Regions from separate parts of the Mus musculus genome. Here all the other regions are linked to region 3. A link is a contact called in public promoter capture Hi-C and targeted proximity ligation data. All regions are on one chromosome and are shown on one strand. The core of a region is the stretch at or near the end of the contact, and the rest is flanking DNA. Distances in the headings are between cores, read along the strand shown.

Region 1 (3,258 bases), core at 285-2,784, 830 kb after region 3:
TGCCTGACTTTGAATACAATGGGAGATGAAGTCATGGAGGTGAAACCCAAAGACTTCTGACCATGGTCCACTTAGCTTCCATTAAACACCCAGTCTGAGGTCTGGGGAGACAGGCGAGACCTTTTTCCCCTCTTTTTTAGACAGAATATCTAATCCATGCTGGCCTTGAACTCACTGAACAGCCAAGCTGACATTGAGCTTCAGATTTTCCTGGCTTCACCTCATCAGTATTGGAATTAGAAGCATGGATCTCCAAGCCCGGTTTATGTGGAACTGGGAATGGGACCGAGGCTTTCATGAGTGCTGGTTAAGCATCCGGGCAGCGCGGCTACATTTCCAGCCCACTTATGCTCACCAAAAGTTAAAAAGAAAAATCTGATCACAAAGAAGGTTGCGGAGATTTAGAGAAAAGTAAGATTTATTCCTGAAATCCAAAGTGCTCCACCCTCCAGATACTAGCTCCTCAGCCAAGTCCCGCCCTCTGTCCTGTCGCTAAGAAGTGGGGGCGTGGCTACCTTGCTCCAGTCTCTTCGAAGAGCCCCTTTTTCCTTTCTCCTGTCCTGACACCTCCTATTCTAGGCTTCTCAGAGTCGAGGTTTTGATCGGAACAGTGCAGGGTCCCCAGACTCTAAGAAACTAAGGATCATCTGCATTGATTAAACATTATACCAAAGAGCTGGAGAGATGGCCCAGAGGTTAAGAACATTGGCTGCTCTTCCAGAGGATCCCGGTTCACCCACATAGTGGCTCATAATGTCTGTAACTCTAGTTCCAGGGTTTCCGAGTGCAGAGGACACCAGGATGCATGTCTATGTCTATACATGCAGATAAAACGCCCACACGCGTAAAAAATAAAACTAAAAGGCCATCATACTATATACCATAATATGAACCATTCATGACATCTGCCATGTGCCAGAGCTAGCTCTGAGCTCTACAGATGGACGGTTCCATAGTTTTCCTTAGCTCACTGGCTGCCTGGGTGAGATGCGTGGTAATTCCACCTTCATTGAAACTTCCTGGAGCTGGCTGAAGAGGTCCTGCAGTGACCCACAAGGGCATGCCCGGGCCACTCCTTTCTCATCTGGCCTACAACATTTGGAGGAGGTCCGCAAATAGCAGAAACTCATATTCATTCATTCATTCATTCATTCATTCACCCACCCATTCATTCATAAAAATAACCTCCCACCCATGGCAGATAGTCCAGGTGCTTCCTCCTTCCCTGTCCCCAGCCTCTCTCCAAGTACTTGTCTACTCTCCCACGAGCCCTGGGTGCCCTCTGGAGGCGTAGGTCTCCGCTCACCCCTGCGGCCTCAGCGACTGCACGCAGTAGGTGCTGCAAAAGTCTTTCTTGAGTGTCTAGACAGGACGCCAGGAGACCGGACCCCAGGAGCGTCCACCCTTGGGCGGGCGCCGCACCCCCATCTTGTCCCGGGCTTCTCACCTGAGCTGGGTGTCCCCCGCCCCCCGGGCCGCCTCCTGTCCCGGCCGCCCCGCTCCCACTTCCTCCCGCCGCCCCGCCCCTTCCACATTCCTGTCCCGCCGGGCCAGCCCCGCGCCCGCCGCAGCCAGCCCGCCGCGTACCGCCTGCTGCTCCGCGCACCGCCGTCCGCCAGCCAGGGATGAACGCGTCCCAGGTTGCGGGAGAAGAGGCGCCGCAGAGCGGGCACTCGGTCAAGGTGGTCCTGGTGGGCGACGGGGGCTGCGGGAAGACGTCACTGATGATGGTCTTCGCCAAAGGGGCCTTCCCAGAGGTGAGTGCCCTCATCCTTGGCCCTGCGCTGGGGACACCCCCCATGTGCGGGTCTGCTGAGAGCTGCCTCGAAAGAACCCAGCTCTAGCCTCCTAGGGGGAAATCTCAGCAGGGCCTGGGGTCGAAGGCAGAGTTTTTCAGTTTTAGCCAGTAGAAGCAAAGTGGGACTAATAGCACTTAGGGGGAGGGGTGTCACAGGGACTGAATTGGGCCACCTAGGGAAATAGCAAATCCTACGAGAGCAGTTGTTGTCACTACTTGGCGACGAGAGTGTGAGGACTTTGGAGCTCGACTGGCAGCAGTAAAATCAAGCCTTTGCCTCTTACAGCTGTGTGCCTTTGGGCAAGTCCCTTAACCTCTCTGAAGGTTAACTACATGATAGGACTGAAAGCCCCTACCCGAGCGTAGTATAGAAAAGAGTGCTGAAAGTTAGTTGCTGAAAGTTAGTAAGTGATGTTCGTCGGGCGACATCACCTCTTCTCCATCCACTATGGTGCAAATCCCCATGCTTTACCCTAGAGAGGAAAACTGGAACACCGACCCTTCTCTGAAGAGTCTGATTATGCCATACTTCGACTCTAACCAAGCCTCAGTTTCTCAGAGCAACCTGATAGGGGGAAGAAAGCTGGGACAGTGAGGCTGAAGGCTGATGGCCGGCTCGGTGCGGTACCTGGTTGCATCCTGGCTCTCTGGGCTTGTCACTGTGAGTCCTCAAGGACCCCATGACCAGAACAGTGGCTGAGCCCTCCTTCTGTGCCTCCACGAGGAGTGGGGGTCCTGTGTGTTTGTGGGTTTGCCTTCAGCAGCAAGCCTTCTTTTCCTGTCCCCACGTCCTTCTGGCCTCTGGGATTGTGCAGAAGTGGGTAATTTGATGGAAGGAGCCAGAGAAGCTGACCTGGCAAATAGGGCACAGTCTTGCTTGCTACTCTGAATACCAGTGGTTTTTATGGTTGTTGGGTTTTTTTTTGGGGGGGGGGGTTGTATTTTTGTCGTTTTACTTTAGTGGTTCCTGTTTTGTTTTTGAGACAGGATATTACTGTGGAGGCCTTGTACGCTCAGTCCTCCTGTCTCTCGGCCCAAGGATTGCTCAGATCACGTGTATGCACCACCATACCCATCTCACAGCCTTTGGTTTTGTGGTTTGCAAAGCTGACGTCACCTTCTTTGACCAGTTACAGTTTTTTTGTTTTTAAGTATAGGAGATATTTTCCAGGTCTTTAGGTACTGCCCATGGGAACCCAACCAACGTGGGAACCAGGAGATCAGAGGAGGCACCTAAAGGTGGAGGGGGTGGGGAAGGCTCTGCAACACTGGCCTGGGGCAGGCATCCTAGACACTAGGCAGAAAAGTCCATGAACTGTTTATGGGGTTTTGTGTGTGTGTGTGTGTGTGTGTGTGTGTGTGTGTTCACAAGGTTTCTCTGTATAGTCCTGGCTGCCCTAGAACTTACTCTGTAGACCATGCTGACCTCTGCCTCATGAGTGCTGGGATTAAAGGTGTGT
Region 2 (3,490 bases), core at 782-3,281, 880 kb after region 3:
GTAATATGCACACGTTTAATCTTATATTCCCATTGTTTAGTTTTAAAACGAGTTTAGAAACACAAAGCTCTTTCTCTTGTCTACTAAAGATGTGAAAAGCAGCAGAGAATGTCTGTTAAAATCCTGTGTGCAAAACTTTTTGCTGTATTAAGTAATACTTTGGATTTAAGGAGTGTCTTTCTTTACCCCAGTTCAAACTGTGATAGCAAAAGAAAGTATCATTTTTTCCAACTGTCGGCCACTAACGTCTTCCTAAAAGACCTAGAAGGCTGTTTACGAACGTTATTATGATAGCTCTACCACGGTAGTCTTCCTCTTCCAACCCAGACTCTTCAGAATCAAGGTGAAGAGTTGGAAACCAAGGCAGGGAGAAAAAAATGTGACACCAGTCAGCAAGGGGAAAGTGCCAACCTCAAGCACTTGGATGTGTAGCGTCCAGGCCACCGTCCTTTGTGGGATTTACAATTTAAACGGGCCTCAAAGCACGAGATTGGCTGGGGAACTGCCCTGAGCGCAGTTGGGCTGCTCGCATGGCATTGCTGTTACCTCTGGCTGGGCTCCGTCGACGTCCGGAGCCCGCTTGCCCGTCGGGCGGCTGTCGAGCCGCGGGAGCCGGTTCGTCGGCAGGGCCGAGCAGCTTGGGCCGCCGCTGCCCCATCGCTGACCCTCGCGCGAAGCTGCGCACACAAACCGGAGACATTTTCTCGGCTGGGCCTCCCTCGCAAGCCGCGGCCCTGGGGTTAGGGGCGGCCCGCGCCCCTCTCCGTGGGGGGTGCCCCGACTCGCCGGGGGCGGGGTCACGTCCCACCCGGGCCGCCGAGGGCACCGGCGCTACGGAAACCTGAGCGTGGCCAACAGCAGGGGCTCCCTGGGCCACCTCCCTGGGAGCCTGCGGCCCGCAGTGGGGTGTGCTAGCTGCTGCCACCCCTGAGCCGTCGTGGATCCCACTGTCGCGCACAGCACCTGTGGACTCCCTTGTCAAGCGTCTGGAGCTGCCCTGAGGGAACAGAGCTCGGGACAGACATGCTACTGCTACCGGTTCCTGCCCCTTCGGAGCGGCGAGGAGTGGGTGAGGCGAAACCGGTTCGCTGCACGGACAGGAGCTCCCCCCGTGCTAAGGGCGGCCAGGCCCTGCAGCGGGGGGCGCAGGGGCCTACTCCGGGATGGCGAGCAGGTGGGCCTCGGCCGGCCGGCGCGTGAGGGAGGGCGCCCGGCGGGAGGGCGCTTCTTTCCGTGCACTCCCTGGGTCTGACAAGACCCGAGCACAGCACCCGGCTCTGGCCCGCTCCCATGGCATGACCCCGGGGGACCCCGCGTTGAAGCGGCCAACGGCTGCCCTGACCCAGGCCGTCTGGCCCACGTTTGTGTGACCCGTCTGACCACCCAGCAGAGGTGGCTCGAAGGGGAAGGGGAGATGCTTCCTACTGCTTGGGGCGGGGTGCTGTGTTTTGTGGGGGTCGGGGGTCACAACCCTCCCTAGAGTAGTGGGGGAGGGAGGGCGGCTGGCGCAGCTGGCCGGCGGTGGGCGGGGTCACCGGCGAAGTTGCGAGTGTGTGTGTGTGTGTGTGTGTGCGCGCGCGCGCGCGTCTGTGTGTGCGTGTGTGTCTGTGTGCGGGTGTGGGGGAGAGAGAGAGCGCGCGCGGAGGAGGCTCGCGACTGGCGCGCAGGCGCAGGCACCCGGTCGAGCCGGCGACCTGAGAGGAGGCGGGCAGGGAGCGGGGGCGGTAGGCCGGCCAGAGGGCGTGCGGGCTGACGCGAGGGGGGGAGGGCGGGGAACCGCGTCGGCGTCGCGGGGCGCGGGCGATTCGAGGCCGACGCAATCGGCGCGTGCGCGCTCCGGCGGTGTGTCCGTGGTAGAGGGGGCGGGGTGGGGTGGGGGGAGTGACGCGTGCGCGTTCACGTGTGTCCCGGAGAGCGGTAAGACGCGCAGGGAGGCTCGAAAGAGGTGGGGGTGGAGAGGCGACGGGAGGGAGGGGGTGGTGGTGAAGAGAGGGCGCCTGCGCAGTGAGGCCGGAGGAGCTGTGTGTATGTGAGAATCTGACGGGTTCAAAATGGCGGCGGCTGCTTCAGCGGATCCTCCTGTGTGAGGGAAACAACACCCCTCCCCGGCAGCGGCGGCGGCGGCGGCGGCGGGCCGCAGAGCACCTTTCCAGTTCCCGGGCCCGTCGCGGTTGTTTCCCTCCCGGGCAGTGGGCTCTTCGCGTGGAAGGGCAACGTCAGGGGGCCCATCCCCCGGAGTCCCTCCTCTGCTACTGGGGAGTAGCTGGGGGTGTACGGGGGATCGTCCCGCAGCGCGGAGCCCCGGCTCAGGGGACGACGCAAAGGCAGCCGAAGGCCCCCGGTCAGGGCGCTTCGCTGCTCCCGCCCTCTCCGCCCCCCGGGGCCGGGGCCCGCGTTCCGGGGGGCCGGGCGGCGCGGGGAGCGTCGGCCGGGCGGGTCTCAGCTGATCGGCCGCGGTTCCTGGGCTTCGGTAGCGGCTGTGGCCGGCTGAGGGTACCGAGAGGAGGGTGTTTCCCGCGGCCCGGTTGACCCGGGTCTCGGGCTGGGGCTGCTGACCGCCAGCTTGGGGGAGTAGCCGAGTGGTCTTGCTTCCCTGACGCCTCGGACGCGGAGTCTGTAAAAGCCAGAAGAGGAGGTTTGATTCAGTAACTGTTTCCTCTTTTCCGGGTCGCTCTGACCCTTCTCTGGATACTGGGTTAATACACAGAAATACCGAAGACGACGTTTGGGATTTTATTTTGTCTGTGTTTGGAATTTTACTTCTCTCTTGGACAAGAACTCAAGAACAAAATCCTCGGTGAGATTTCCCCTCCCCCCTCCCCCGCCCTGGGAAGTTTGGTTCCCGGTCTTATCTAAAGACTTAATGTAAAGTTTTTATTTCTTTGCAAGGGGTGAGCCACAGAACGCCTTTTCCCTAGGGGAGCAGTCGAGGTTTACCGCTTTGCTGTCCGGCCCTGGGGTGCAGACTGTGTCCCTCGCGACCGAGGCCGAGGAGGGCAGTGCCACGAACTGCTCTCGCAAACTATGTCATCGGGTCCTCTGAAAGGATTTTGTTAACGTGGCCGTATTATATTTACAAGAGAGAAAAAAAACATTTGTATATCCAATTAGAAGCCATTATTCTGGAGAAAGATATTTAGAAAAACGAAAACCCTTGCTTGGTGTTGTGGATTGATTGACGTGCCAACCGGCCTTTATTTAATGGATGTTTCACCCGTATCCATATATCGAGACGTTTCATTTATTATTTACTCATCTAGATTAGATGGTATTTTTGCCTCCGTTTGCAACTCTCAAATTTGTTCTGTAGTTGTCCACCTTGAGGTGGATGGTAGTTTGGGGAAGGCAGTTCCTTACTAGAAGGATATGGGACATTGGTTTGAAGTCTTTCTGTAAAACCAAATTTTTCTTGCCCTCTTTTTTTTTTTTTTTAATGAAAGTAACCTCCCCGTTTTGCTTATAATTTGTTATTACCTGTTTGAGAACTCAC
Region 3 (3,166 bases), core at 400-2,899:
AGGAGGGCTGTCCTTTCTGGTGGAGGGAGAGGCGGGTGGACTCGGTGCCTGAAGGTCTCCGAGATGCTCCATTGGTGGCAGTCTCTTAAGTTCAGGAAGAGGAAGGAAGTCATTTAGCTCTCAGGGGGAGAGGAGAGTGTGGTTTCAGTGCTTTTTACCTTAATTTTATGTCTGGGTCAGGCTGCCTCCTGTCTGGGGTTGTCTAACCTATTGTAACTTCTCTCTCTCTCTCTCCTACAGCAAAAGAAACGGAAAGCTCAGCCCCAGGACAGCCGTGGGGGCAGCAAGAAATACAAGGAGTTCAAATTTTAGGTCCTGCTCGCATAGCTGGCCTGCCTTTAGGCTCTTTGTATGTCTGGGCTTTCTCTGTGGCTCCCTAAAGCTAGATCTGGACTCCCTAGGCTCGTCACTTCCTGTTCTTATTTTAGACTTGTTTTGTAAATAAAGCTGTTTCCCAAGGAAGGATGAATACAGGCGCTCTTGAACCTCTCTCTCTTTTAGCTTCTGCAAAAGCATCTACTTCTTGCCTGTAATCACAGATGGCCCATAGGACTATGGGACTGTAGTTCTGAACTGAACTTGTGGGTAGTTCACTATCCCTACCCCTCCTGTGTGTGAAGGCTCTGCTGAAGGTACCTTTGGGTCTGGTCTGACCTTACTGCTTTGTCCGTGGGGAATAAAAATAGCCAGCTTAGCACCGTGGCTAGGCTGGGAAGTAACTGTAGGCTAGGGAAGTAGGCCAGGTCAGGCCTTCCTCATTGACCTTGTGGCAGAAAGGCCGATTTCTTACCTATTGGAGAACATCTGTCTCTAAATAAAATCTCAATTGTTCCAGAGTACTGGCTAACTACTTGGATTTACTAGTGTGTGTGTGTGTTGGTGGGTGGGTGGGTTTGAAGGGCTTGTTTTGTCTTCGTCACTGAGTTCTGAGAAGTTTTTTGAAAAACTAGACTAGGTTGGAGCACAGGATTCCATAACATTTGCTCAAGTACTGGGGAGAAGGTGTGGGTGTAGGAGAGTGCAAGAGCTCTAGGTAGGGTGGGGGTGTGTGGGGATGGCAGCTGATCAGGCCTTGAGAGAAATAGAATTCTAGAAATTGAGAAAGCACCGAGGCACTCTGGGACTTTTGTAAAGAAGGCTGTGTCGGGGGCGCTGTACCAAGAAAGGCTGTTGGACCTAGACAACCTTAGCTCAACTGGCTCCTGCCCACAGTCAAGCTGGAACTTAAGCTCCTTAGGTGGTGGCCGGCCCCTGGATCTCTACCTACTGCTTCTTTTGCAGAAGTGGGCGAAATAACCACAGAAGGGGTCGCCACAGCGGGCTATCCGATTTCCATGCAACGCGTGACCAGAACTACGTGTACTGCAGATCCCAGGGGCTGAGCGCGCTCTCGTACAGTCTTCTCCGGTCCGGGACCGCGCCCCGGAAAACCCGGGTTTCCGCTGGCGGGGTAGCAGCCGCCCGAGGAGGGCGGAGGGAGGAGGGGCGCGGAGCCTGCACGCCGAGGCCTGCTAGGGACTCCAGGGCCGCGCCGCGAGAGCGCGCGGGCTGTAGCCCCTTCCCGGGGGCCGCGGGGCCGAGCGCGAGTCTGGCCCCGCCCCTCGGCGCCGGTCTGGGTGGGGCCGCGGCTCCCCGCCCCTTTCGGACACGCCCACCCAGTGTCTGGGCCTCGCGGGCCGCAACAGGCGGCGGCGGGCGAGCGCGAGGACCGCGCGCAGCGAAAGCCCGCGCGTGCGTGCAGATTCGCTGGTGGCTCGCGCTCCGCCGGGCGTTCTGAGGAGACGCGCTGAGCCGCTGCCGCCGCGGGGGGAAGCCTGAGAGTCGCTCGCGTGCCCTCAGTCTGCGTAAGCCCCGCGCCCCTTCCTCCCCTGGCCAGGCCATGGCGGAACGCGGAGGGGCGGGCGGTGGTCCCGGAGGCTCCGGGGGCGGCAGCAGTCAGCGGGGCTCTGGGGTCGCCCAGTCCCCGCAGCAGCAGCCGCAGCAGCAGCCGCCGCAGCCTCAACAGCCGACGCCCCCCAAGCTGGCCCAGGCCACCTCGTCCTCCTCGTCCACCTCGGCTGCGGCCGCCTCCTCCTCGTCCTCCTCCACCTCCACCTCCATGGCCGTCGCGGTGGCCTCGGGCTCTGCGCCTCCGGGCGGTCCAGGACCAGGCCGCACCCCCGCCCCAGTGCAGATGAATTTGTATGCTACCTGGGAGGTGGACCGGAGCTCATCCAGCTGCGTGCCCAGGTGAGCAACGGGCGGCTGGGAAAAGGTGTTGGCCTAGGGGACCGCCAGGCTGGCTCTGTGACAGGCCCCGCCTCCCCATCTCTCCGGGGCGAGTGGAGGGTACGTCCTCCACTCCTAGCTCATCTTGGCTTTGGGGGGTGGGGGCTGTCTTCTCCTGGGCCTTCCAAGACTGTTGTGTGGGCCTGCCCTCTCCAGCAGTCCCACCTTCCGCCTTGGCTCGAACCACCCTCCTGTCCTCCTGGAGCAATGGTGGCCTCGGGGACCCAGCCCAGTGGCCTTCCTTGGCTGGGTCTGACCGAATCTGGCCTTCCTTACGGTCAGTAAGTCACTCTTCTTCCTGCCTCACTGGCGCCCGTGGGCTGTACATATGTTAATGTTACACAGATGTGGTAAAGATGGCTTTGATATAGTTCTTTCCCAACGTACTTAGCATGTGCCAAATTCATTTGTCACCTGTTGCAGGTAAAGCTGGTTAACACTTGGGGGTTCAGTACATACATTCATATGTTCTTCATGCTACACACATTCTCTGGGTACTCTGTGCTCTTAGTTTGGACATCAGTTGAATGTGTTCTTAAATGCAAGTTTTCATTTCCTCCTCCACTAGATACTGGTCACAGAGTCTCCAGGTTCCTATGAGCTCTGTAAAATGACTGCCTTGTTCCTAAATTCAACCCATTTTTCTGTCCATTGGAACTATCTGAAAACTTGCATCAAAAAATTATGCTTGTTTCTCTATGGCAAAGCAGTTGTTGTATATACTTCTTTGGGGACAGTGTGTTGGATTGACCCTATGCTAAGACAGCCTGCAGGGTTGGTTTTGCCCAGTAAGCACAAAGAAATGCCTGGAGGTGTTCATTTTGTGCTTCTAAACCGAGTTGATTCTCAGGTTCTGTTCTTTCTTACCCTGTGAGTCCAGCAGAGCAGGTGGATGTGC
Region 4 (3,335 bases), core at 290-2,789, 850 kb before region 3:
GGGACCGTGAACATCTGTTTCTCACAGGTCAACTGGAGACACTGGGCAGAATTTTCCCTTATTTTTTTTAATAGCCTCATAAAATGAGGCAAAGACAGGAGGACCCAGGGAGGGAAAGGACACATTATGACCTGGGTTCTGAATGTAGGTGGGCCATCTGCTTCCTCCAGGTGACCCATCCCCTGCCCGCCGGGAAGGTGTGAAGAAGAAGGCAGCCGAGTACCTGAAGCGGGCAGAGATGCTTCACACACACTTGCCCTAAGGGGTGGACCCTTCCTGGGATGTCAGCTCCAGCACTGCCAGCCACCCCCACTGCTCTCTTTGGGACCTGGCCGTGCTTCCTGCTCGTATGACTACCAGGGGCCATATCTGTATTAACTGGATCAAGTATAAGAAAAGCAAAGACTTCTCAGCTCTGACCTGCCTGCCTCCTTGGAATTAGACTTGAACTTCTGATCCTGCCTATCTGTTCTATGTGAGTGGCATCTGGGCCCCTAACCTGTCAGTTCACCCATCTAGACCAGAGTCTGTAGCCAGACCTGGCCCACTGCCTTTTTTGTAAGGCCCTTGAGAGCCTTCCTTCCTTTCTCTTTCTTTCCTTTCCTTTCCTTTTCTCTTCTTCTCTTTCTTTCTTTTTTTTTATGGTTGGAAGAAAAAAGATTCTTTGACTAGTGAAAATCTCATAAAATTTAAATACGTGTGAGTAAAACACATGCCTGAACACAACCAGGTCCATTTGCTTATTATTGTCTGTGGTTGAGTTTACATTGTACCAACAGAGTTGAATAAGCGGTGTCTGGCACATCATACCCATTATGTTTATAAGAAGATAAAGAGAGGAGGAATATGTTCCATTGAGGTGCTTCAGCTGGCCCTTGCCAAGGCATCCTATCCCCCTGAGGGACCAGCCAAGCGATGGTAATAGTAGAATTTATTCAGGACATGGGAAGGGGAGTTAAGAGGGTACTAGAGGCAGAGAAAGGCAGAGAGAGGAGGGGGGGAGAGAGAAGTAGAGGAGTAGAGAATTAGAAGCTGGCCATGAGCACAGGGAGGGGGAGGGGCAAGGGACTAGAGCAGGAGCAAGAAGGCAAGAGAGAGGAGGGGGCAAGCAGCCCCTTTTATAATGGGTCAGGCCTACCTGACTGTTGCCAGGTAGCTGTTGGGTGGAGCCTACCTGGTTGTTGTCAGCTAACTGTGAAGTGAAGCTTAGACAGAATGCTAATAATAACTATGAATGAGTGGCCGCGCCTTTAATCCGGGAATTGGAAGGCAAAGAGACAGGCGGATCTCTACTGAGTCAGCCTGGTCTATATAGTGACTTCCAGACCATGCAAAGGTACACAGTTAAAACAAAACGCATAGGGAAACAATGAAGAATGACAGGCACGCAGCACTAGCTGAGTGTGTTAAAGAAATAATAGACACGTACGTAAAGCAGGACTTGCTACTTCGAGAGCCCTAAGAACAAAAAGCTAAACCAACAAATCCCAGCCCTGGGGAGGTGTGGCCTGCGTCGCGGGACTACAAACCGATGCATCATGGGACGATTTAAGGGGGAAAACCGAAGCCAGGCGCGATGGATTATGGGAGGCGTTTCTAAAGGCCGCGGGAGCGGCAAATCGAGAAAGCCGCGGCAGGCTGCGTTTGGCCAGACTGGGGCTCGAGTCTGTCCCTCGAGCCCACGGCAGGATGCAGTGCCGCGCTTCCGCTGGCCCGGCGATGCTGAGTGTGCGTCCTCTACCCACACCCCTACCATGTCCGGCTGCAAACTACCCATGGGCCTGTGCCCAGACATGTGCCCGGCCGCCGAGCGCGCCCGACGCGAGCGCGAGCGCCGCCTGCACCGACTGGAGGTGGAGCCAGGCGGCCGTGGGAACGCTCCCCGAGCCGACCCCAAGCGCACAGTGAAGGAGTACAGCCGGCCGGCAGCGGGCAAACCCCGGCCCCCGCCAAGCCTGCTGCGGCCGCCGCCAGTGCTCTTAGCCACCGTGCGTTATCTGGCCGGTGAGGTGGCTGGCCGCGGCGACGTGTCGTGCGCGGAGGTGGCGAGCTTTGTGGCCGACCGCCTGCGCGCAGTGCGGCTAGATCTGTCGCTGCAGGGCGTGGACGACGCGGACGCAGCGACAGTGCTGGAGGCTGCGCTGGCCACGCTGCTGGCCGTGGTGGCGCGGGTGCGGCCAGAAGAGACGCGCGGAGCCGCGGACCCGGTGCTGCTTCAGACTCAGGTGCAGGAAGGCTTCGGTTCGCTGCGGCGCTGCTACGCGCGGGGCAAAGGCCCCTACCCCCGCCAGGCTGCTTTTCAGGGCCTCTTTCTGCTCTACAACTTGGGTGAGTCGATCCCAGAGAACTAAGTGCGGGGACCCGAGGAGCCTGGGGTGGGGAAGACGCAATTGTAGCAGCAACGGCGAACTATAGCTTGGGAGTACTGTAACTTCCATCCCCCAGCAATAGCTTCTTCTTGGGAAAGTCAGTTGGTAAAAGTCCCGACGTGGGACCTCAGGTCTGACATTCTCAAATTGGCTGTTTTCTACATAGTAGAGGTGGAAGGAGGTAGGATAGTACTGAGAGAGTTGACCTAGAAAGCGCTTTCCAAACTTATAAGAACTGCTCCGTGGGCTGGCCCATAAACATATCTAACAGGAGGTGCTAAAAGATTCCCTTCTATGGGTGATTTAATTATAGGAAAGTCCAGTGGGCGTGGTAACAGGCGCCTTGTATGGGAACACTTTGGAGGCAGAGGCAGGCAGATTCTTTGATGATTTTATATGTGGAGACAATATATTTGTATCATACATGCACACAGTGACTCTTTGTTTTTTCTTTTTTTTCTTTTTTCCAGACAGGGTTTCTCTGTGTAGCCCTGGCAGTCCTGGAACTCACTTTGTAGACTAGGCTTGCCTCGAACCCAGAACCCAGAAATCGGCCTGCCTCTACCTCCCAAGTGCTGGTATAAAAGGCGTGCACCACCACTACCCGGCTACACACAGTGACTCTTAAATTCACTAATTTAAGAAAAGTGGCCCAAGATTCCAGTACCAAGATTTCCTGGAAAGGAAACTAGGGCCAAGTCATCCTCCAACAGTGACCCTTGCAGATAGAGGGGAAAGTGTAGGGAAGCCAGTGCCCTCAGGCTGCAGTGGGAACCCTGAGTCAGAAGCCTTAAGTTTGGGTCTAGCATAATAGCCTGTGCTCCAGGCAAGCCTTTATGTTATGTTGGCCTGTGTCCCTATGTAAATGTACAACACTGCCTTGTAAGGATTTAGATTGAAGGAGGTCTGGTCTTGTGGCACCTCAAAAAGACCAGAGAAGGATCAGATGGCTGGGTCTTTCTTAGA
Region 5 (3,313 bases), core at 403-2,902, 890 kb before region 3:
GGTGAGAGTAGACACCCCAGAGTGAGCTGCCATTCCTATGATCTTCCAGCCCACAACCCCACAAAGGCAGCAGGGTCAGGGTCTGATATGATCCCATGTGCCTGTCCTCAACTCAGTCTAAAGGGGCTGGCACTCACTTACTGAAACAACATTTAATTTCCTCTGTGTGTGTGTGTGTGTGTGTGTGTGTGTGTGTGTGTGTGTGTACACTGTAGGAGGACAGCCTTAAGTATCATTCATGTTCAGAAGCCATCTGCCTTCTTTTAATTTAAGTTGTGTGTATATGTGGTGACCTGTGTATGCATGTGAGTGTCTGTACCCTTGGAAACCAGAAGCAGGTGTTAAGTCCCCTGGAGCTGGAGTTACAGGTGATTTGGTTGTGAGCTGCCCCGTGAAGGTGTTGGGAACCAATCTCGGGTCCTCTCCAAGAGCAGTGAGCATTCCTAACTGGCCCCCACCTAGTTTGTTTGTTTGTTTGTTGTTTGTTTGTGAGATATAGTCTCTCACTGGTCTGGGACTCACCAGTAAGACTGGGCTGCCTGGTCAGCAAGCGCCCCTCTCCCAGGGCTGGGCTTACAGGTGCTTGCCACCTAACCAGGTGCTTTATGGATGCTAGGGACCAAGCTCAGGTCTTTAGGCTTCCGAGACAAGTACTTCACTGACTATGCTATCTCCCCATCCCTTCAACAAACATTTATTAAACATCTACTATGCACCAGGCACAAAACTAGAAGGGCACAGAAGTGGGAAAAAGAAGAAGAAAAAGGAGGAGTAGGAAGAGGAGACAAAACAAACAAATAAAATTAGGCAAAATGGCAAGATGTAATGGAAGGATTAGTTCAGGCCAGACTTGGCTACATAGTGAGTTTGAAGCCAGCCTGGGATACACGAGATCTTTCCTCAAAGCAGGAATGTCACCTACCTGGCACAGAAGAGATCTACAAGACTCCATGCTCACTCACAGGGCAGTGGGGCGGCTGCCTAGAACTGATGGAGATTCCATTGGGCAGAGAGGACTGCTCCTGAGAGCTCTGAGCCCTCCAACCCCGGGGACCACAAAACTTAAATGGAACTTGAAGTCAAATGCCTAGAGCGGGACCCTGTCTCTGTCACTCCACCTCAGGCAAGACTCCAGCCACTCTGGCTGAGGACTCTGCATGTCCCTTGGATTGTGGCTATATCCTCCTCAGGGCAAACTTCAGACCAGAATAGAGGCTGGAGAAAGACAGAGTCAGCGAGGAAAGAAGGCAGCTGTGATTTGGGAGACTAGAGAGAGAAGGGAAGGATCTGGGAAACGCTGCAAGGTGAGAGCAAATGGATTGCGAGGAAGCAGTACGCACGCATGCAGGGTCCAAGTTCAAAGCTGGAGACTGGTCTGCAGTGTGAGCGCCAGGAAGTCATTCCAGTGCCCAGGAGGAACTAAACCGTGAGATGGGAGTGTGCAGCCCAGTTCCCAGGTCACACAGATCATGGTGACCTTACTGCAGCCTTCCTTGTCTCTCTCCATAGCGTTTCTTTCCTAGTCCCCTGTACTCACTGTCTCAGTCAGCAGCTCGCTACTCCCACAGAGTTGCATGGCTTAGGCAAGGGGAAAAGAGGTTCAGTCTGGTCCTGGATGTCCCCTCAGCAGCTGTCCCCTCCCAGTGACCTATGGAGGCCCAAGGAAGTGGTGGCTCTTTAAATCCCCAGTGGCCACTCCGCCCCTAGCACACCCAGTTTCAGTTTCTCCTAAAACCATGGGCTGCCCAGAATCCCTGGCTCTTGCTCGCTCACGCTCACTCACGTGGGTGGAACTTCCTAACAAGAGCAGCCTTCCGGTTAGGCCCCTTCTCTAGAAGAAGGATGGTGGAGGGTAGATGGGAGCAGTTAACAAGACCGTATCCTGGAGAGGGCTGGCAGGATGCCAGGGACAGAACCTAGAGGAAAAGCGGGGTTGGGGTGGGGTGCGTGAAGGAGCCCCCATAGTCTCTGAGAAAGTCCAGGTTCACAGTCCACACTGGAGCTGTGCAGCTTTGAGAAGGTGATTCACCTTCTCTGAACTTTGGTTTCCTTATCTATGAAGGGTATGGGTAGGGTGGAGCAAATTTCCAGGCCTGCGGCTGGGTGTGCCTGGTGTGGTACTTGCACTGGAGAAGCAGAGGCAGGAGAATCATTCATGAGTTTGAAGCCAACCTGGGCTACATAGTAAGAACTAAAAATTCTCAAAATATAAAAGTTCCCAGGCATAACAAAAGAACTGTGACAACACGACCACTCCAAACTCTCTGAGACCGATGTTGGACTCATGCAAAAAATCAACAATCAGAGCTGGCGTGATAGTGCTCGTGACTGCACGAACCTCCAAATCTCAGGACTCAGAGGCAGAGCCCAGCAGGTATCTGAGTTAAAGGCCAGCCTGGTCTACAGAGTAAGTTACAGGACAACCAGGGCTAAATGATGAGACCCTGTCCCACTGATGATGAAGAATTTAAACTTTTTAAATTTAATTTATGCATACCAGTGTTTTGCTTGCATGTATGTCTCTGCCCTACATATATGCCCCGTGTCCTCAGAGGCCAAAAGAGGGCACTGGAGCCCCTGGAACTAGAGTTTCAGATATTTATAAGCAAAAATGTAGGCGCTAGAAACTGAACCTGGATCTTCTGGAAGAATAGCCAGTGCTCTTAATCGCTGAGTCATCTCTCAAGCCCACAAAATAAAACTTTTAAAGGAATCTTTATGTCCAAGTTTATATTTAAAAAACAAAAAGTGCTAAATCTGGGCACAGTGGCAGATGCCTATAATCCTTGGGAAATGGAGGCAAGAGGACCAGAAGGACAAGGCAGTTTATGGCTACACAGAATTGGGGTCTAGCCTGGGTTAGAAGAGACGGTGTCTCTTAATAAATAAGTAAAGTAAATAAAAATAAAAAGACTGCAATTGATTAGTAGTGTCTGCCATGTCGTGATGTCTGTAATGACCAGAGTTATGCAACACAGGAATCTTTTGCCATCTCTAGAACTGGTCCTGAAGCCAGCTTGAGCCTTAAGAGATGAGCCCTGGTGCTCTGCCCACCAAATTTATCATCCATACCTTCTGTGTGTGATCCCTTTGCTGTGGATGATAAAGTCATTCCTAGTCCACAGAGCTGTTTGAAGGGGAGGAACAGGATGAAGAGAGCCCTTCCCTATTAGAAAGCACTGCCCAGCCTGGTGCATCTTCTCTTTGAGACTTGCAGTGGATCTGGATTCTAGGATCGCTGACATATTCATAATTGAAACTGTTGGGTCGATGAGATTGGACGTGCCAGCAGGACCCTATCACCTTGCTTCTG
Region 6 (3,437 bases), core at 701-3,200, 690 kb before region 3:
TGGTGGCTAACAATTTAATCTCTAAGTCCAGTTCCAGGAAATCTGATGCCCTCTTCTGGCCTCCTCAGCATCAGACATACCTGAAGTCAAAACATTCATACGCACAAAATAATAAAATAGTCAAAAGATTACTTTGGGGGCTGGAGAGGTGGCTCAGTGGTTAAGAGCACTGACTATTCTTCCAAAGGTCCAGAGTTCAAATCCCAGCAACCACATGGTGGCTCACAACCATCTTGTAATGAGATCTGACAGCATTTTCTGGGTGTCTGAAGAAAGCTACAGTGCACTTAGACATAATAATAAAGAAATCTAGAAAGAAAGAAAGAAAGAAAGAAAGAAAGAAAGAAAGAAAGATGGCTTTGCTTTATTTATGCATTCATTTGAGGCAGGGTCTCCTGTAGCAGGCTGGCCTTGAACTTCTGATGTAGCTAAGGGTAACTTCTGGTCCTTCATTCCCAAGTACTGGGATTACAAATGTGCCAATGGCCATCAGATTCTGAGGGTCACACCCAAGGTTTAGATACGCCAGGCAAGCACTCTGCCAGGTGTGCTACACCCCTAATCTCTAGAAATGGGTGATAATTGGTTCAAGGTTTGTGAGGCTGTATTTAAATCTTACCTCTCTTTATCAGAAAGGCCATAAGCCTCAGATGTTAATGATGTGTGGCAGCACTGAGGGACTAAATCGTAGTGTTGTGTGACCTTGCTGCCACCTGGTGGCTAAATTCCTGCAGCCCAGCCCAGTGCTTCCTGCTACTAGTGTGAAAACCCAGTAAAGTTTTGTTTTGTTTTGTTTTTCTGTTGGACAGACTTAAAATGTGGGCCTAGTCGGCTGCAGTCTCGTGTTAATATCTCACCTCAGCCTCCCAAATATTGAGATTGAAGCTTTGAGCCACGATGTTCACTGAGAAAGTTGAAGTTCAATCAGCCTTTAAACACACAGACACACTTTGTTTTTGTTTTGAGACAGGGTTTCTCAGTGTGGCCCTGCTGTTCTGGGTGCCATTCTGTAGACCAGGCTGGCCTTAAACTCAGTAATCTTCCTGCTTCTGCTTCCTTAGTGCTGGGGCTAGCGGCATGGTTTTAAATGGGTGTTTGTGAGTACCTGAGTGTATGTATGTGCACCATGTGATTGTAGGAGCCTGTGGAGGTCAGGAGGTCTCAGGTCCCCTGAAACTGGAGTTAGAGGCAGCTGTGAGCCACCACACTAGTGCTGGAACCAAACCCAAGTCCTTTGTGAGATCAGTAAGCGTAACTGCTAAACCATCTCTGCAGTCCTGTTTGGTGTTTCTTGCTTGCTTGTTAGGGTCTCTCTGTATAGCCTTGGCTGGAACTTGCAGAGACCTGCCTCAGCCTCCAAGTGCTGAGATTACAGGTGTGTGCTACCAGGCCTAGCTTCAAACCGTTTTTTCTTAAAGGCTCTGCCAGTCTTCCATTCCATTCTTAGGGTGTCACAGATCAATTGACCTAAGCCAAATCAATGGAGATTTTGGTTCGAAAATTTGGTAAATACATCAAGAAGAGAATGCACTCCTTGTTTTACTCTCTAACCACTCCCCCTTCAGTGACCTGCCCTCCCGCTATCCCCGTGACTGACAATCATAACAGCTATAATAACCACATTCCCTACGAAAGCGTTAGATCAGGACGAACCAAGGCAGAGCAGGATGGAGATGCTGAGGTGGGGGAGGAAGGAGCTAACGTGCCCTTCCAGGGCCGTGCTGGACACACGTGTCAGTCACTGCAAGATACAGACAAACAGCGCCTCCTGGCCAAGGGTAAAAAAAAAGGGACAAACAAGCATCGCAGAGCTTAGCAGAACAGGCGACTCCTGAAACAGCCACAGTACGGGGTCTCGATTCTCAATTTCCGCGCGGAGTGACGCGCAGAGGCGCGTTCTGCGCAGCTGCAGTGGGAGGACCGGCGCGTGCGCGGGGAGGGCGGGGCCCGAGCAGAACCTCGCGCAAGCGCGCGCTAGGCAAAGCGTTTGGCGGGTTTTTCCTGTGCTGTGCTCCTCACGGAGAAGCTAAGGTGTAGTCCTCGGAAGCAAGTTTTCTCTCTGGATCGAGACCTCTCGAGGGCTTTTGAAGTATTTCTCTGTGACCTGGTGGCTGGGGTCGTTTGAGGGCTTAGGCCAGGTGGTCTCGTGACACGTCCCTGTCACCTTCCGGTAAAGCGAAAGGATAAGCGTCTGCAGGGTAGAGCTGAGGTCGGGGCCCGGCGGCAGGCGCCCGGCCACTCCCGGGTCACCATGGCCGTGTCCACCCAGCAGCTGGCGGAGGAACTACAGATCTTCGGCCTGGACTACGAGGACTCCCTGTTGGAGAAACGTGAGTCCCGAACCGAGAGGATCGCTTCCAAGTTCTATATGCTTGTGTGGTACCTATTGGGTCCCGACTAAACAACAGGTGACATTACCAATAGGAGACATTGGAACCGTTTGCATCTCATACCTAGTCATCTCTTGCTCAATGACTTTTCTCATTAGAGGTTTTTTTGTTTGTTTGGTTTTTAAAGACAGAGTCTTTCTGGGTAACCCCAGAACTCATTATGTAGATTACTGTGCTGGCCTTGAACTCACGGAGATCGCCTGCCTCTGCTTCCCGAGTGCTGGGGTTAACGATGTACACCACCATGCCCTGCTCATCAGAGTTTTTAGTGATCTGTGCAAATAGGAATTCCTCTAGGTGGATCCTAGTCCTTTATTTTAGCTTTGGAAGAAACTTCAAGGTGCTTATTGGCTCCCTCTCTTTATAGATGGAGGGACATGGGCAAGGAGACTTAGTTGCCTGATTGTGTGCCGACCCCTGACTTTTGCTCTGGAGTACAGTGCCTCATCCTATTGCTCCACAGAGACCAGTGGTAAAGATTTAAATCACACATCTCTCCTGGAAGATGTGTGCATCAGTGTCAGAATAGCAGTGTGTGTACCCCTTGAAATTCTTACTGTAGGAAATAAAACCGTAGTATAAGTGGGCTTGCCTGTTACCCCAGCACGTGGGAGGCTGAGGCCTGGAGGATCATAGAGAATTCAAGGCTAAGAGCTGAATTAGTGCCATCCTGTCTGCTTTGCTTGCTATAACTCCAATATCTGACACCTTCACACAGACATACATGCAGGCAGAACATTAATGCACATAAAGTAATAATATATACATTTTTTTAAAAGAACTTGAAATCTTTTGAAGATTCTGTGCCCTGGGGCTGGAGAGATGGCTGTGTGGTTAAGGGCACTGACTGCTCTTCCAGAGGACCGACATTCACTTCCCTGCACCCAAGGGATCTGCAACTCCCATTCCAGAGGATCCTGTGCCCCTTTCTGGCCACCTCAGGCACTGCATGCATGTTGTACACTTCAATGCAAGCTAAATACTCATGCATATAAAATCAAGTTTAGGTGTTACTAGAAAAAAAAATTGTCCCTATAAAGCTAACAG
Region 7 (3,249 bases), core at 112-2,611, 970 kb before region 3:
GGATATTTTTCTGAGCGGTTTAAGAGGCGAAGGTCAGACACCTCTTATACCAGGCCATTAGAAGATGCCACCATCTCTTCAACCCATATTTGTTCCCAAAGGCATGGCTCACCTCTAGCTCTTTCTAAGTGAAGCTGCAGACCCATAGGCCAGCTAGAAAAGAGAAAGAGGCCAGCCCTGCCACATGCCCATTCTACTGCTCTTGGAGCTAGGATGACCCCATACCAGCCCTTAGCTGGAGCCTCTAATTGGTGGCTCCTTGGCTACTCCCAGCCATCAGCTGTGAGTCAATGCCCCTCACCTGCCACCCCCAGCCTCCTGCTCAACTCCATACCCTAGGCCTCAGACCTCCTGAGCATCAGGCCCAGCTTCTCCTCCCATCCCCCACCCCAGCTAGCCTGAAGCTAAACCTCTACACCTCTCCTGGAGGGCTGCCCTCCAGGTAGAGATGCCAGAGACCAAGTCCTTCCCTAAACCCAAGCTAGGCCCCTCCCACTCTCCCAAAAGCAGGAAGTAGAGAGCAGCAACAGTCACACGAGGTGTGGATCAACACAGAAGGCAGTGACGCTGTTGTTGACATCCACATCCGGGGGCGATCTCCACCCCTTATGCCCAGGATCATGGGGTGAGGAGGTCAGGACACATCTTTCTACAGGTGCCCCTGGCAGGGCTCTTAACACCCCCAAAGCCTCCCTGACTACCCTAGTTCCAGCTCTTGTTACTGCCTGGCTCCCCACAACATCTCTCTGCTCCCCTAGCTCCCGGGAATCCCCTTCCCCAAGCAGCTCTCCCAAACTCCGTATGATGATGGTGACATTTTTTTTTTTAAAGTAACACCTCACTTCCTAGTCTGTCTCTCCTAGAGAGGTGAAGACAGAGACTTCTCTCCTAGCTTCTGGTTAAGTGGTGACGGGCCAGCCAGGGGGCCTGGCGGAGGCGGTCGAGACCCACTGGCCTCTCCAAACACGGTGCCTGTCCTCCAGCCCAAACCTTCCGCGAGGACCCTTCGCTGGCCCGTGCTCCCTCTCTCCACACCATCCCACCTCTGCCCTGCCTCCTCACCCAGGTTTCCAGGTGAATATCCCGCAGGGCAACGCTGCCCTTGTACAGATCCAGGCTGAGCTGGTCCAGGCTGAGGTGCTCCTGAAAGAAGTGACCCAAGTAGTGCTGTAGCAAGTAGCGGCAGACACGCTCTTTCACACAGTTCGACCATGGCCACAGCCATCGTGACATCTCGGGGACCGCCGGGCCCGAGCCGCTTCCGCTGGCCGACAGCCGGCGATCTCGGTCCGGCTGTGCTGTTCACTAGAGCCCCCGGTTCGCCCCGCCGCTTCTCTCAGCGCCAGGCCGCGCCCCCGGACGCCCAACCACGCCCCCACGCTCGCTGCCATTGGTCATTGCGAAGGGCGAGGCCCACTGATTGGCCGCGGGAGGCGGAGCCTTGAAGAGCGAAAAAGGGACTGGGCTCTTTGCGAGATGAAATGCTCCCAATCGTAGTTTACGCTTGCGCGTAAATTCTGAGTGGGAGGACCTTTAACCTCCTTGCTTCAAGCTGCGGAAAGGCTGCAACCGTAGGGCGACAGTCCGGGCCAGGAAGAGTGCGCATGTGCCGATTTGTCCAACTTTTTTTTTTTTTTTTTAGGTGATTGGGAAGAATTTAAAGGAACAGTGACTCACCCAATTTGTAGACAAGCTTATCAGAGGAGTAAAGTCAGTGCGAATTTTGCAGTCTATCTTTTGGCAACAAATGCACATTTGCACTTTTATAAAACTTTTTTTTTTTTTTTTTTGGAGACAAGCTTTTCTGTATTTGGCGGTTCTGAAACTCACACTGTAGTCCAGGCTGGCCTTGAACTCATAGGATCCTCCTGCCTCTGCCTCTCTATGATGGAATTTAAGGCGTGCATACATCATCACGCCCAGCCCTATGAAACTTGCTTTAGTCCTTTATCTTTTTTCATTTGCTTATTTGTTATTTTATCTATTTACATTTCTGTTTGTATGTTTTTCGAGACAGGGTTTCTCTGTGTATCCCTGGCTGTCCTAGAACTCACTCTGTAGACCAGGCTGGCCTCTAAAGCCTGCCTCTGCCTCCCAAGTGCTGGCGTTAAAGGCGTGCACCACCACTGCCAGGCATCTATTTACATTTCAAATGTTATTCCTCCCAGTTTGCCTCCACAAAACCCCTCTCCCCACTCCTCCTAGCCGCTTATCTTATCCATTATTGTTAACAACTCCCTAAAAAGGCACTATTTGTTTCCACTTTTTTTTTTCTTTCTTCTTCCTTGTTCTTTCCTTTTTTTGTTTTTTGTTTTTTCCGAGACAAAGTTTCTCTGTGTAGCCTGGCTGTCCTGGAACGCTCTGTAGACCAGGCTATCCTTGAAATCAGAGATGCATCTGCCTGTGCTTCTAAAATCTGGGATTGAAGGCACACACACACACACACCCATTTCTCTCTTTTTAAAAATTCTGTCAGGTCCCCAAGAAATTCCTTTTCCCAAATTCAGACATTTAGACAAAAGTGAGGATTCCCTCAGGGACATACACCAAGCCAGTCTTTGAATTCCAGGCTAGCCTAGTCTACAGAGGGAGTTCCAGAACAGCCAAGGTTACACAGAGAAACCCGGTCCTGCAGGGTGGGGTGGGGTGGAGTGGGGGATGATAGTTCCTACTTGCTAAGAGGAGCCATTCTGCTTATCTCTGGCAAAAGGGACTATGACTCACATCAATGAGAGTCTTTGGTGCCTAATGTATATCTATCAAGGTCCATGCTAACCTCTTGGGCTACCTGAGTCCCTACTCATAAGTACATGGTACAGAGTCATCCTGGCTGGCAGACCCTGTCCCCTAACCTCTCCAGCCCTGGAGGTTCATTTCTTTGCCCTCTTTGCTTTCTCTGCACCCCTGCTCCCCTCTCTCCCTGCTCTGGACTCTTCCAGATGCCTCTGGCTGTTCTCTTCCTTGCATCCACAAGGAACCCATGCCTTCTCCTCAGCTGTACTTTCGAGTGGCCATGTCCTCATTTTCATTTGGTTTGCTAGTGTTCCCAATTTAAGAGGTAGAAAATAGGATTATGAAGGTTGTTTAGCCCATCACCAGGAAGGTCTTTTTTCCCTCCTCTTCCCCTCCCATTTAAGGAATGCACAGCAGATTAAGGTCCCTCCCTTCTGTGGTTTGTTGGGGTCCTCTCTGAAATAATGGCTTTTCATATGTCTAATCCTAAAATCAATAATTCAACTTTCCATAAAC

Evidence for each region. Promoter capture Hi-C pulls out the DNA fragments that hold promoters and counts their contacts. Capture Hi-C pulls out chosen DNA fragments and counts their contacts.
Region 1: a targeted proximity ligation map of pancreatic cancer cells shows a contact between it and region 3. A contact is called at or near these places in 5 of 39 promoter capture datasets (the 3T3-L1 cell line, hippocampal neurons, liver and 1 more) and 2 of 130 datasets of targeted methods (bone marrow-derived macrophages and pancreatic cancer cells).
Region 2: a targeted proximity ligation map of embryonic forebrain shows a contact between it and region 3, with 2.5 times the contacts expected there. A contact is called at or near these places in 1 of 484 Hi-C or Micro-C datasets (embryonic stem cells) and 1 of 130 datasets of targeted methods (embryonic forebrain).
Region 4: a promoter capture Hi-C map of pre-B cells shows a contact between it and region 3, with 2.3 times the contacts expected there. A contact is called at or near these places in 2 of 39 promoter capture datasets (liver and pre-B cells) and 2 of 130 datasets of targeted methods (bone marrow-derived macrophages and memory CD8 T cells).
Region 5: a promoter capture Hi-C map of liver shows a contact between it and region 3, with 5 times the contacts expected there.
Region 6: a promoter capture Hi-C map of pre-B cells shows a contact between it and region 3, with 5 times the contacts expected there. A contact is called at or near these places in 2 of 39 promoter capture datasets (liver and pre-B cells) and 1 of 130 datasets of targeted methods (microglia).
Region 7: a promoter capture Hi-C map of adipose tissue shows a contact between it and region 3, with 3 times the contacts expected there. A contact is called at or near these places in 4 of 39 promoter capture datasets (hippocampal neurons, liver and pre-B cells), 2 of 130 datasets of targeted methods (astrocytes and memory CD8 T cells) and 1 of 9 other capture datasets (adipose tissue).

Annotation. Positions count from the first base shown.
Region 1 is chr19:4,437,719-4,440,976 of GRCm38.p6, reverse strand. It overlaps Rhod (ras homolog family member D), which reads left to right and starts at 1,534. Exons shown (of 5, transcript NM_007485.5): 1 at 1,534-1,757. The coding sequence starts at 1,626. It overlaps A930001C03Rik (RIKEN cDNA A930001C03 gene), which reads right to left and starts at 1,654. Exons shown (of 3, transcript NR_045990.1): 1 at 1,588-1,654.
Region 2 is chr19:4,395,618-4,399,107 of GRCm38.p6, reverse strand. It overlaps Kdm2a (lysine (K)-specific demethylase 2A), which reads left to right and starts at 2,031. Exons shown (of 21, transcript NM_001001984.2): 1 at 2,031-2,797. It overlaps 9430078G10Rik (transcription initiation factor TFIID subunit 4), which reads right to left and starts at 3,224. Exons shown (of 3, transcript XM_030251152.1): 1 at 3,215-3,224; 2 at 1,658-2,778; 3 at 467-997. The coding sequence starts at 3,224. The coding sequence ends at 467.
Region 3 is chr19:5,271,602-5,274,767 of GRCm38.p6, reverse strand. Pacs1 (phosphofurin acidic cluster sorting protein 1) reads left to right here and starts at 1,649. Exons shown (of 24, transcript NM_153129.3): 1 at 1,649-2,229. The coding sequence starts at 1,880. It overlaps Sf3b2 (splicing factor 3b, subunit 2), which reads left to right. Exons shown (of 21, transcript NM_030109.2): 21 at 241-847. The coding sequence ends at 312.
Region 4 is chr19:6,116,790-6,120,124 of GRCm38.p6, reverse strand. It overlaps Sac3d1 (SAC3 domain containing 1), which reads left to right and starts at 1,539. Exons shown (of 2, transcript NM_133678.3): 1 at 1,539-2,328. The coding sequence starts at 1,539. It overlaps Snx15 (sorting nexin 15), which reads left to right. Exons shown (of 8, transcript NM_026912.2): 8 at 171-726. The coding sequence ends at 262.
Region 5 is chr19:6,162,778-6,166,090 of GRCm38.p6, reverse strand. Batf2 (basic leucine zipper transcription factor, ATF-like 2) reads right to left here and starts at 1,652. Exons shown (of 3, transcript NM_028967.2): 1 at 1,538-1,652. The coding sequence starts at 1,576.
Region 6 is chr19:5,962,719-5,966,155 of GRCm38.p6, reverse strand. Pola2 (polymerase (DNA directed), alpha 2) reads left to right here and starts at 1,950. Exons shown (of 18, transcript NM_008893.3): 1 at 1,950-2,330. The coding sequence starts at 2,252.
Region 7 is chr19:6,239,780-6,243,028 of GRCm38.p6, reverse strand. Atg2a (autophagy related 2A) reads right to left here and starts at 1,361. Exons shown (of 40, transcript NM_194348.3): 1 at 1,063-1,361. The coding sequence starts at 1,233.